Linked DNA regions of Sus scrofa: region 2 is linked to region 1. Evidence: chromatin contacts called from public HiChIP or PLAC-seq data. All regions are on one chromosome and are shown on one strand. The core of a region is the stretch at or near the end of the contact, and the rest is flanking DNA. Distances in the headings are between cores, read along the strand shown.

Region 1 (5,167 bases), core at 1,380-3,879:
AGATCACCCACCGCTCAGAAGGGCACAAGGCACTTTTCCACTCTTATCTCAGCCGCCTCGGGCAGTTACGTGAAATGCACTGAGCGCTTGATGGAATGAAATGTACAATCAGCGATATGCTTTTGAAATAACTTCTCTTTGACAGGCCCGCCAAGGACAAGAGGACAATGAATCCATAAGGTCGCATGCAAAAGTGCTGAGCTTCCACTGTTATCCCAAACCCCAGAAAGGCCAGGAGTGGCCCACACAACATCTTTCCCAAACCTGCTGATCCAATCACCTCATTTTAAAAAGAGCAGACCTAGTCTGTACTTCATCACAGACTGAGAGGCAGATCCAGAAACCCGCGCTAGAGAGTCTGTGAATCTATTCACTTCCCAAGATTCACAGATGTCACCATAAGTCTACTGTCTCCCTCACATTATTTGGGGGGGAGTGATTGTTTCAGTGGCCCTAAGCTTCAAGAGGTCTACATCCAGCTCACCTATGTGACTATTAGGTTCCCTCACAGACAGTGATAAGAACACATGATGAAAAATGATTCCCTTTTGTAAACTTTTTTACAGCCGTAATATCTTGGCTTTTTATCCAATCCTATAATCAGACAGAATGAACAACTTAGGGAGAAAGTGCATGCCAGAATTTTGTATGCATTTTCTCAGTACGAGCAGGAACCTGTCTGAACTTCCCCAGGGCTCTGGAGCATACAACTTTCTACACTAAAGAAGATAGGAATTAAGCTGCAGTTTCTGAGGCTCTGTCTTTTAGTGATTTCTGTCCAGGACAAGATCAGAATCTCCCAAATTTATTTCCTTTCCATGGCTCCAACAATGTCTTGAGCAAATAGAAATTCTTTCCTTTCTGAGTTAAAAAACAAAAACAAAAAACTGATACAGTAGAAGCATCCCTTCTGTGAATTTCTTTAAAATCTGAGTCAATTTACTCACTTTTTCCAAAATTAATTAGCTAAAAAAAACCTTTCAAAGTGAGGAATAGAACCCTGTTCCTAGTCACAGGATATGCCTTGATTTTTCTTTCTTCCTTCCATCATCAGTGACCAAAGAGCACCAAGTAAATAATATTTTCTGAAATCATCTATAGGACCAACAAAAATGGAAGAGCCACCCTCACCGCCATTCACCTAATCTTTCATATAGTTACTAAAGGAATAAAAATTTTTAACAGGGAAAAATAAGGAGTTTCTCCAATTTTATTTCCGCCATGGCAAAACGGGAACACAGAGCTTCTCCTATTTTAGAAAGGTGACTCAACATATTCATATTGTGTGTGTGTGTGTGTGTGTCTTTTTAGGGTCACATCTGCACCATATGGAAGTTCCCAGGCTAGGGATCAAAATAGGAGCTACATCTGAGCTCTCCGTCACAGCCACAGCAATACTGGATCCGAGCCACACCTGTGACCTATGCTGCAGCTTGTGGCAATGCCAGATCCTTAACCCACTGAGCGAGGCCAGGGATCAAACACACATCCTCATGAAGACTACGTCAAGTCCTTAACCCAGTGAGCCTCGATGGGAACTCCTAAAAATGCACAATCTCAATCTGATCATGATAACACATCAAACTCAAGTAAACTTCAACCTGAGGGCAAATCTAGACTTTTGCCTATTTTTATAAATGAAGTTACACCGGACCACAGTCAAGGTCATTCATGTACATATTCTCTAAGGCTGCTTTGGGGTTACAACTGTAAAGCTGAGGATTTACAACAGAGACGATACTACCTACAAAGCCAAAACCATTTACTATCTGATCCTTGACAGAAAATGTTGGCTGATCCTTGGTTTTAAAAAATAACTGACACTCCAAAAGTGTTGAGGTCATTATGGCGATGCCATGGAACTCAGCAGGTTAAGGATTCAGCATGGCCATTCCTGCGGCTCAGGTCACTGCTGTGGTTTGGGTTCGATCCCTGGCCCAGCAATTTCTGCAAGCTGTAGGTGTGGACAAAAAGAAAAAATGTTGATGTCATGAAAGGCAAGGCCTGAGTAAGGATGTCACACACTGGAGTAGATTACAGAGACATCACAACTAAATGCCACGTGGGACCCTAAAAATGGTATCCTGGAATAGAAAATAATGTTCATAGAGGAGTTCCCATCGTGGCTCAGCAGAAATGAATATGACTGGTACCCATGAGGATGCAGGTTTGATCCCTGGCCTCACTCAGTGGGTTAAGGATCTGGTGTTGCCTGAGCTGTGGTGTAGGTCCCAGCTGTGGCCTTTAAAAAAAAAAAAAAGACAAAAAAGAAAAGAAAGGAACATTCATGGAAAGGTTGCTGAAATAAAAAAAAAAAAAAACCTATAATTTGGTTTCAAATTGCCAATATTCCTTTCTCAGTTTTGATAAATTGTGCTTATGTAAGAAATTAACACTAGAGGAAGCTGGGTGAAAAGTACACAGGAATTCTCTGTGCTATTTGCTATTTTTGCAAATTGTCTGTAAGTCTAAAATTATTTCAAGATAACAAGTTAAGAAAGAACTGTGATGAACTCCTCAGCCTGGTCTGAGGCTGAGGGAGCAGCAGCAACTGTCTCTAGGCCAGCATCACCTTCCAAAGTTTGTCTTTATGGGGCTTAAAGGCAACTCTGAAAATAATTCCAATGTCACTGATACTTCATGCCAGTAGTGGGAAGGCAGAGAAGGATTAGCAGAGAGTGTCACCTGCTTTAACCAAGACTGACTTCAAAAATACAGCTTGAGGATTTCTATACTTAAATAAAAAGCACTTAATAAAAGGATGAACTTAGACGTCCAAACCTCTCCCAGGCCGTCTGTCAAAGCCCAAGCGGTAGCTGGACAGGCAGACTGTCAGGAAGAGTCCCCCGAGGAGGTTCGGCGCAGACCCCACTGCAGAGGACACTGGTCAGACAGCAGAGGGAGACAGTGTGTTCCTAGGCTGCAGGGCCAGTTCTGTCGCCGCTCCCTGAGCAGCCCTGACAGGGGAGTGAAATGCCTTCGGCAGAGGTGTCCCTTCTTCATTTACTCAAGGGCTTATCCTGACAGGGTCAGCCAGGAGCATGAAGGTAGATACCTCTGCTTCTCTCTCATCAAGCAACTGTCCCCGGACAGAAACAGACCACGAAGTCAGGGCTTTTCATGAATTTTAACCAGTCACATCTATAACTATACCATAATAGAGAGAGAATCAGAGACAGAGAGGACAAGAAAGATGTGGAAAGAAGAAAAAAGTCAAGGCGTGCAGGGGCAGGGCTCGGGGGAGCATGCTGGAGGAACAAGAAGGCAAAGGGTAGGTGCAGCTCTTGCCTGCAAGGAGCCGATGGACAAACGGACCCTCAAGAACCACCTGTATCTCCCCACGCTTACTGATCAGCCCCCGCGTGGGTGGACTAAGCTGGACAAAGGGGAAGGTGCAGACAAACCAGGCGAGGTCCATCAGGTCACCCCTAAGCAGCACCCACCACCCCCAGGTCCCGGGTGAGCTGTCGCTGTGATAAGCACCATGGGACAGGGTCTCGGAGCCTGGGCTGGTGCACCGTGTGTCAGTCCTGGAGCTGGCCAGGCCCTTGACCCAGCAGGGGGAGGTCACCTCTCACGCACGCCCGCTGAGAGTGAACCAATGGAGCTGGGAGAGTGAGGCTTCCAGCGTCTCTTTAGCTGACAGGGTTCCTCTTCCCCCGCCTTGAGAGAAATGAACCCAGAGGTGGGGAAAACCAGGCCGCGGCAGTGCCATGTGGCGAAGGAAGAAGAGGCATTTTATGAATGGGCCATCTGGACAGGAAAACAGCCTTCTGGGCCTTCCCCAGGCGGTGCCCTCCCTCCTCCCTCTGGAAATTCTTTCAGCCCCATCTGCTCGGAAGGAGGCAACACACCCCAGAAGCAAACCCACCACCCACTCCCCAGCTTCCGCCCCCACCAGGAACATTCCAGTGGTTTCGCCAAAGATACTAATTGCTCTCCCCCAGATAGCCTGCGTGACAACAGGTGCCCGGCTCCAATGCCACCACCACTCACAGTGTCTGGATTGTATTGTTGCTATCCAGCCTATGAAATTGTTTTTAAAGTCATTTAAAAACAGTGCGTCCTACTATGCCCTTCTCTGGAACCTTCAGGCAAGAGGCTAGAGGGGCAGGGGCAGTCCAGGGATGAAACTGAGACGGAGGTGCCCTCCGACTGCCCCTGGCAGGAGACGCAGGAGCTGTGAATGACAATCACCAAGTGAATGGCTCGGTGGCCATCTGCGGGCTGGGCCTGTCTGTCTGGATGGGAAGTGTGTCTGCATGTGCCCCAGTCTGTCAGGGAGGAGGAAGACAGACCTGCCTACCAGCCAGCCTCAGCCAAGCCCTCCCTCAGAAAACAGCCACGCTGCAGACAGACAGACCTGCCACACCTCCAGCCTGCTGCTTTTACCTCCCCAGCCTGGCCTCAGAGGGGATGTGCAGGTTCACAAAGCATGTTCAATCTCATCTGACTTTCCAAATAACCCCATGGGGCAGGCACCACGGGCAGGACACCAAGACAAATGGGGGTGATGTGGTGTGCCCCACTGAAGAACCACAATAACTGAAGATGTAATCATTATTAATAAGAAAAATGACAGCAATAATTGGCATTTATGGAAAGAAACATTTATAAGAAAGAAAAGAGTGTTTACAGATGAGAAATGGAAGGTGCATTTCATTGATGTGAAAATCAGGCTCAAGAAGGCCAAGTTTCCCACCCAAGTCCACATTAGTGCAGTGTTCTGGATTTGAACCCGGAGCCCGCATGCTTACCCACTTTAGTATTCCCATGGCTCTTGTCTCTGGACGTGGTCTGTAGCCAACCCTGAGCTCATCTGTGCTCTGGGCCTGGATGAGCATGCACTACTCATTCCAGGAGTTGCTGGTATTGTTGAGCCTGAAGCATTCAGACTTCTGGTCCAGGGCTCCCTCTACTGCATAGGACCATGAAAATGTCACGTCTTGATTAACTATGAAGTGATTCTGCCCCAAGCATTCTCCTTCTGCCCGTTTCTTCTAAAATAAAATTTGAACCTGGAGAAACTCTTTAAGGTCATCAAGCTCAACCCCTTCATATTCCAACCCTCCTAGTCTTAGGGAAGCCAAGCTCCTTGACCAAAGGAGATGGCGGGAGTTCCCTTGTGGCTCAGTGGGTTAGGGATCTGGCCTTGTCATTGCTGTGG
Region 2 (5,098 bases), core at 2,129-4,628, 190 kb before region 1:
TTCTAAAATTTTATGCAAATTTTATGATGAAGATGTATTTTCCGACCCACTGGGTCTGAACTTCTTTTAATAAGACCTCCAAAACAGTCCTATCCCAGAAAAGATCAAGAACTTCTGGAATATAGCATGCTATTACTTTTAGACTCATTTTCAGAGTGGATGTTCCACCAAGAAATGCCACTGACCTTTCTTTGGTATGTCAAACCAGATGCAGAATCAAATTGCCTTTAAAGTAACCACAACATGGAAGCAAATCAAAACAAAATAGTTTTTAAGAGAGCAGTGGTCCTAAAAAAGAGCTGGAATGACATTGTGGGCCACTGCGATAGTCACTCCAGTCAGGTATGGCAGCTGCCTGGCATTATATGGACCTCAGTGGGTCAGATACATACACTGAACATCCCAGTGTTTCCTAAACAAAGGACACAGTTCTAATAGCCATAAATGTATCCTTAAAAAACCTCTTGAGGGAGTTCCCGTCGTGGCGCAGTGGTTAACGAATCCGACTAGGAACCATGAGGTTGCGGGTTTGGTCCCTGCCCTTGCTCAGTGGGTTAACGATCCAGCGTTGCCGTGAGCTGTGGTGTAGGTTGCAGACGCGGCTCGGATCCCACGTTGCTATGGCTCTGGCGTAGGCCGGTGGCTACAGCTCCGATTCAACCCCTAGCCTGGGAACCTCCATATGCCGCGGGAGTGGCCCAAGAAATAGCAACAACAACAAAAGACAAAAAAAAAAAAAAAAAAACCTCTTGAACTATTTCAGAGAGGAAGCAGTATATGCTGTCTCTCAAAATATGCTCCACAGATACTCCACCACAAAAGGGGTCTAAGGATGAAGAAACTTGGAGAAAACCCCTGAACTTCTCCCCTGTTGCAGGATCGTAATAAACAATGGTGTTTTAAAGGTTCTGAGAAATCCTAGCATAAGTAAACTCCTTTAATGGTATTTAACCCAATGTTTCCTGACCTTGCTTGACCATGGCAGTGTTTTCATAATATCCATTCACATCTTATGAAATGCACACTGGAAAGCAGTGATTTAGTACAGTGGGACCTAGGCTAGAAGGTAAGAGGCCTGGATTCCAATCCTAGTTCTGCTACTAATTGGATATGTGACCTTAGGCCATTTGACTGCTCTAAAAGTATAAAACTTAAAAGATCTCCCAGATTTTTCCTGGGCCTGTGCTCTGTCCATTATGATGTCTTACATTCTGCTTATAGCCATTTTCTACAATCATACAGATTTTCATCCAGCAGGCTGTACAGTACCTGCTATCCTTATAAGCCACAGTCTCTTAAGAATCCTTTGGAGAGATAAAGTAACTATCTAAACACTAGAACAAGATGGAACCACACTGCAAAGAGGGGGTGCCTTTATCGCTTTAATGAGTGCATGTGGGAAGCTCAAAGCCATAGACCTTAGTAAACACCACAGCAGCAAACAGGAGACCATGTGCATTTCATGGGGCTTTTTTTTTTTTAGAAACTGCACATCCCCTTTGAAGCCAGCAAGGTTTTACCAACCATTATCCATGACCTTAAAAACCTATGTCACTTTTCAAAGGACCAAAGTTATTCCCACAGGTATTCTTATCCTCTGGGAGAATCCCCTATCTCAGAGAAAAGGACTGCTGACTCGAGCTCACTTTCAAAGGTGTTTGAGTCAGTAACAGCCTGATGGCAAGCTTTCCCAGGGGCGACTAGAGGCCTGGGAACACTAAGTACCACCTATGAAGGTCTCGGGCTCTTGCACAATCAATAGGGAATTAGCCCAGGGTGACACGTTAAGACTGCATATGCTTTCCGCATCTGAGGCACAGGAAACTCTATAAAAATTTTGCAAGCATAACATAGGGAAGGGCCATAAAAAGCCCAGGCCTTGGGCTGCAGGGAACAGGGCCAGAGATAAGTTGGAACTTGTTCTACAGAAGGGCTTTCCCCAGCCACCACCATGGCAATGTATGTGTCCTTATATCCAGGTGGGGCCACATGTCCAGACAGGTTGTGCTGTGCAGCAGCTTCTTGCCTGATGTAGGGAATATTCAAAAAAAAAAAAAAATCAATCTCATCACCTCTTTACGGCTTGGTGCTCCATGAAATTTAAACAGTTTAGCAAAGCATATGCACATCTTCCCAGCTGGGAGCACACTGCCTTGTCTTGGAGAGGTTGGGATCAACAAATGGAGAACTATACAGCTATATAAAAGAACAGGGACAATCTCTATGTGCTCCAGTGGAAAATTCTCCAAGATTACATTAAGTACAGAGTAGTGTTAATATATGCTGCTTTATTTTATAAGAAAGAGGGAGAAATAAGAATATTTATTGACTTATTTACATTTGCATAAAGAATACTGAAAGGATACATAAGAAATGAATATAACTGTTTACATCTATAAGGGCAGAGGGGAGATGGGCCCAGGATGGGAGCAAGATTTCTCAGCATATTCCTGTTTATGCTCCTTTAATTTTTGGACATAGTAAAAAGCTTAACAGCAGAGCTGAGTTTGAATACTGGCTCTTGTGTTTCCTAGTTTTGAGCAAGTTACCTCATCTTCTGTGACCCTTAGTTACCTCACCTGTAAAATCACCTGGATCATTACAGTACCTACTTCATTAGGGCTGCTGTTCAAAAAATTAATGTTTGTCAAGTTCTCAGCAGGATGCCTGACATATTGTAAGTACCTAACTAATAATAATACTTTGGTTGCTGTTGATATTATTTTTACTTATTGAATTCTGACTGATCCTTCAGACTTGGATAAAATACACCTCCTGTGGGAAGTTTTGCCCTGGCCAGGGCAGAGTGAAGCATGTCTTTCTCCATCACTCTTATGATCAGTCTGTCTGGTTTCATGCTGGTCTCCCAGGCTCAGCTTGATTTTCACATTGGCAGGACTGTGACAAGCGCCTGCTCCAGGCTGAAACTGCGGGCAAAATCCACACCACTGAATGCACCAAGAAAATGCAGATGAGGAAATTATCTCAAAACGGTTCTGTACGAATGATGTTCATGGCAACAGGCAAAAGTAAATTCAAGTGATCCCGGGAGAAAACATCTTCATCTTAGGTCTTGGAAGAACCAAGCAGAGTGGATAAAACACATGACCCAATTGTGTGCTCTGTGCAAGAGACTCATGTGGGCTCCTGAGGGGCCAAAACCCTGCTCCTGCCTCAGGCAGAGAGCGGGTGCTTGTTGATAAATGTTTGGTCAAAGAATAAAGGAACAAATACAATTTCAATTTTCTGAACATGAGGCTGTCACTTCCTGGTGTCTCCCAGCAGCTGCCAGCTTGTCATTGGCTGGATCTGCAGGGAGTTGCTCAGGAGAATAAAAGTGCAACCAGCAGCCTTCAGCGCTTGCAGCTGAAGCCTGGCTTTGCTGAGAACGTGCCAAGGAGGGGAACTGTGGCAATTTGCAGGGGCCTCCAGGAACGGCAGGAAGCCGGAGCCCTCCCGGGAGCCCAGGCACGCTGGATCCAGGCAGAACGTGCAGAGGAACTCTCCAGCTGTCCCAGGAACACGCTGACCCAATGCGCTGGGGCAGGGTTGATATTTCTGCCTCAGCACAGGGGCCAGGCCCAGCAGCCCCTGAGCTATTTCTGCTCTCACTGAGCCTGCTTCACTGGGGAGAGGACAGTGCAGAGGAAGTGCTGAGAAAAATAAAACCAGAGTGCAGAGGTGCTGTGCAGGAAGTTGTGGGTCTGAGAGCCAGAGCAGAGCACAGGTATTCAGGTGACACACCACAAGAAGGCTGCATGATAAGCAGACGGGGCAACAAAACCCTGACTTGATTTGCATCTGGGTGTTTCTTCTTTCAGGACTCAGGTCAACAACACCTACTGTTGTCAGGCAAATCAGGGCCTGGGGCTGGCCTCTGCCCCTAACCAAATGGCTGAGCTTAGACAAGTGGCCTCTCTGAGCCTCATTTTCCTTGTCTGAGAGCCTTTGGGAGACCTAAGCTGAAAACATATACTAAAAGATTAAGCATTAACACAATAAACATGTTACCTTCCTTTGCTATTGAGCAGTATTGAAAGGGAAACATAAGATCTCCAGGAAGAAGATGAACTCTTGCTATAGAAATAACACACACACCACACACACAACACACACACACACCACACACACACACATACCACATACATACACACCATGCACAACTATACACACCATAAACGTATACCATATCCATGCACAGTACACACAACACATATACACCACACATACCTATACAAACCATGTACACATACCACACACATACACACCACACACACACCTATATATACACCATAACATATACCATACACATGCACACTACACACACACACACACACCACACACACCTATACAAACCATGTACACATACCACACACCTACATACCACACACATACTCCTGCTAAGCTGAAAGCATTTATAAATCAACAACTCTAAATTTCACAGCTCTTCCACCGGCTGCTCCCTAATTGGAAACAGGCTGTGGTCCCCCCAACTGTTTCTGGGGCAGAGTTCCTCTAAATGTGGGTCTACTCATGGTGATTTCGTTTCCTTTTCTCTGTCAACAGTCATTTGACACCACTGCCCAGGTGTTCTCCACAGCTCTATCCTTTTATTAGTTCATAAACCCGGGAACCGAGGGGATGCTTAGAAAATTCAGAGACTCCACAATTTACTGAGTGACTCCTGTGTGCCTGAGGCTGCTTTGTGGTGTCTGATCCTCACCATGGTGCTCACAGAGCCCATGAGAAAAATTGAGGCTCAGAAAGATTTTTAAAATTGCTCAAGGCCCTTCTAGCAGTAAGGGGCAGGATTTGAACCCAAGGACCTATTAATCTGAGCTGTTTCCACTGCCTACTGTAGCCTGGCAACACAGAACCCAACTGGCGCCCTTGAGGTGTTCCTACTCCACGACCCTCAATACCACCCACACTGCTTCTCTCCTAAGTTTCTACTTGAGTTCCTCTTGGCCAAAGCTCCCTCTCCTCCCCTCTGCCCTCTTCCCTCTTGGGAGCTACAGGCTTTGCCTTCTTGGAGCAGAGCCCTGCGGGCAGAAGGCTGGAGGCCTCTACTTCCCTTGCTCCCATCAGCATGGCCAAT

What was found. HiChIP or PLAC-seq counts read pairs in DNA pulled down with a chosen protein or histone mark.
Region 2: a contact with region 1 is called in an H3K27ac HiChIP or PLAC-seq map of skeletal muscle. The contact joins two enhancer-like sites. A contact is called at or near these places in 1 of 47 Hi-C or Micro-C datasets (skeletal muscle) and 1 of 2 datasets of contacts at active chromatin or transcription factors (skeletal muscle).

What each region holds. Positions count from the first base shown.
Region 1 is chr14:121,101,178-121,106,344 of Sscrofa11.1, reverse strand. All of the region lies in intron 1 of RBM20 (RNA-binding protein 20), which reads right to left. Among named protein-coding and RNA genes, the nearest start is that of RBM20, 45 kb to the right of the region's middle. Within about 2 kb of position 2,629, at least 7 of the 83 cell types and tissues checked have an H3K27ac peak or open chromatin away from gene starts, as enhancers often do. A contact at or near this core is called in skeletal muscle, where this site is marked.
Region 2 is chr14:121,293,276-121,298,373 of Sscrofa11.1, reverse strand. The region is part of intron 1 of PDCD4 (programmed cell death protein 4); the gene reads right to left. Among named protein-coding and RNA genes, the nearest start is that of PDCD4, 24 kb to the right of the region's middle. Within about 2 kb of position 3,378, at least 44 of the 83 cell types and tissues checked have an H3K27ac peak or open chromatin away from gene starts, as enhancers often do. A contact at or near this core is called in skeletal muscle, where this site is marked.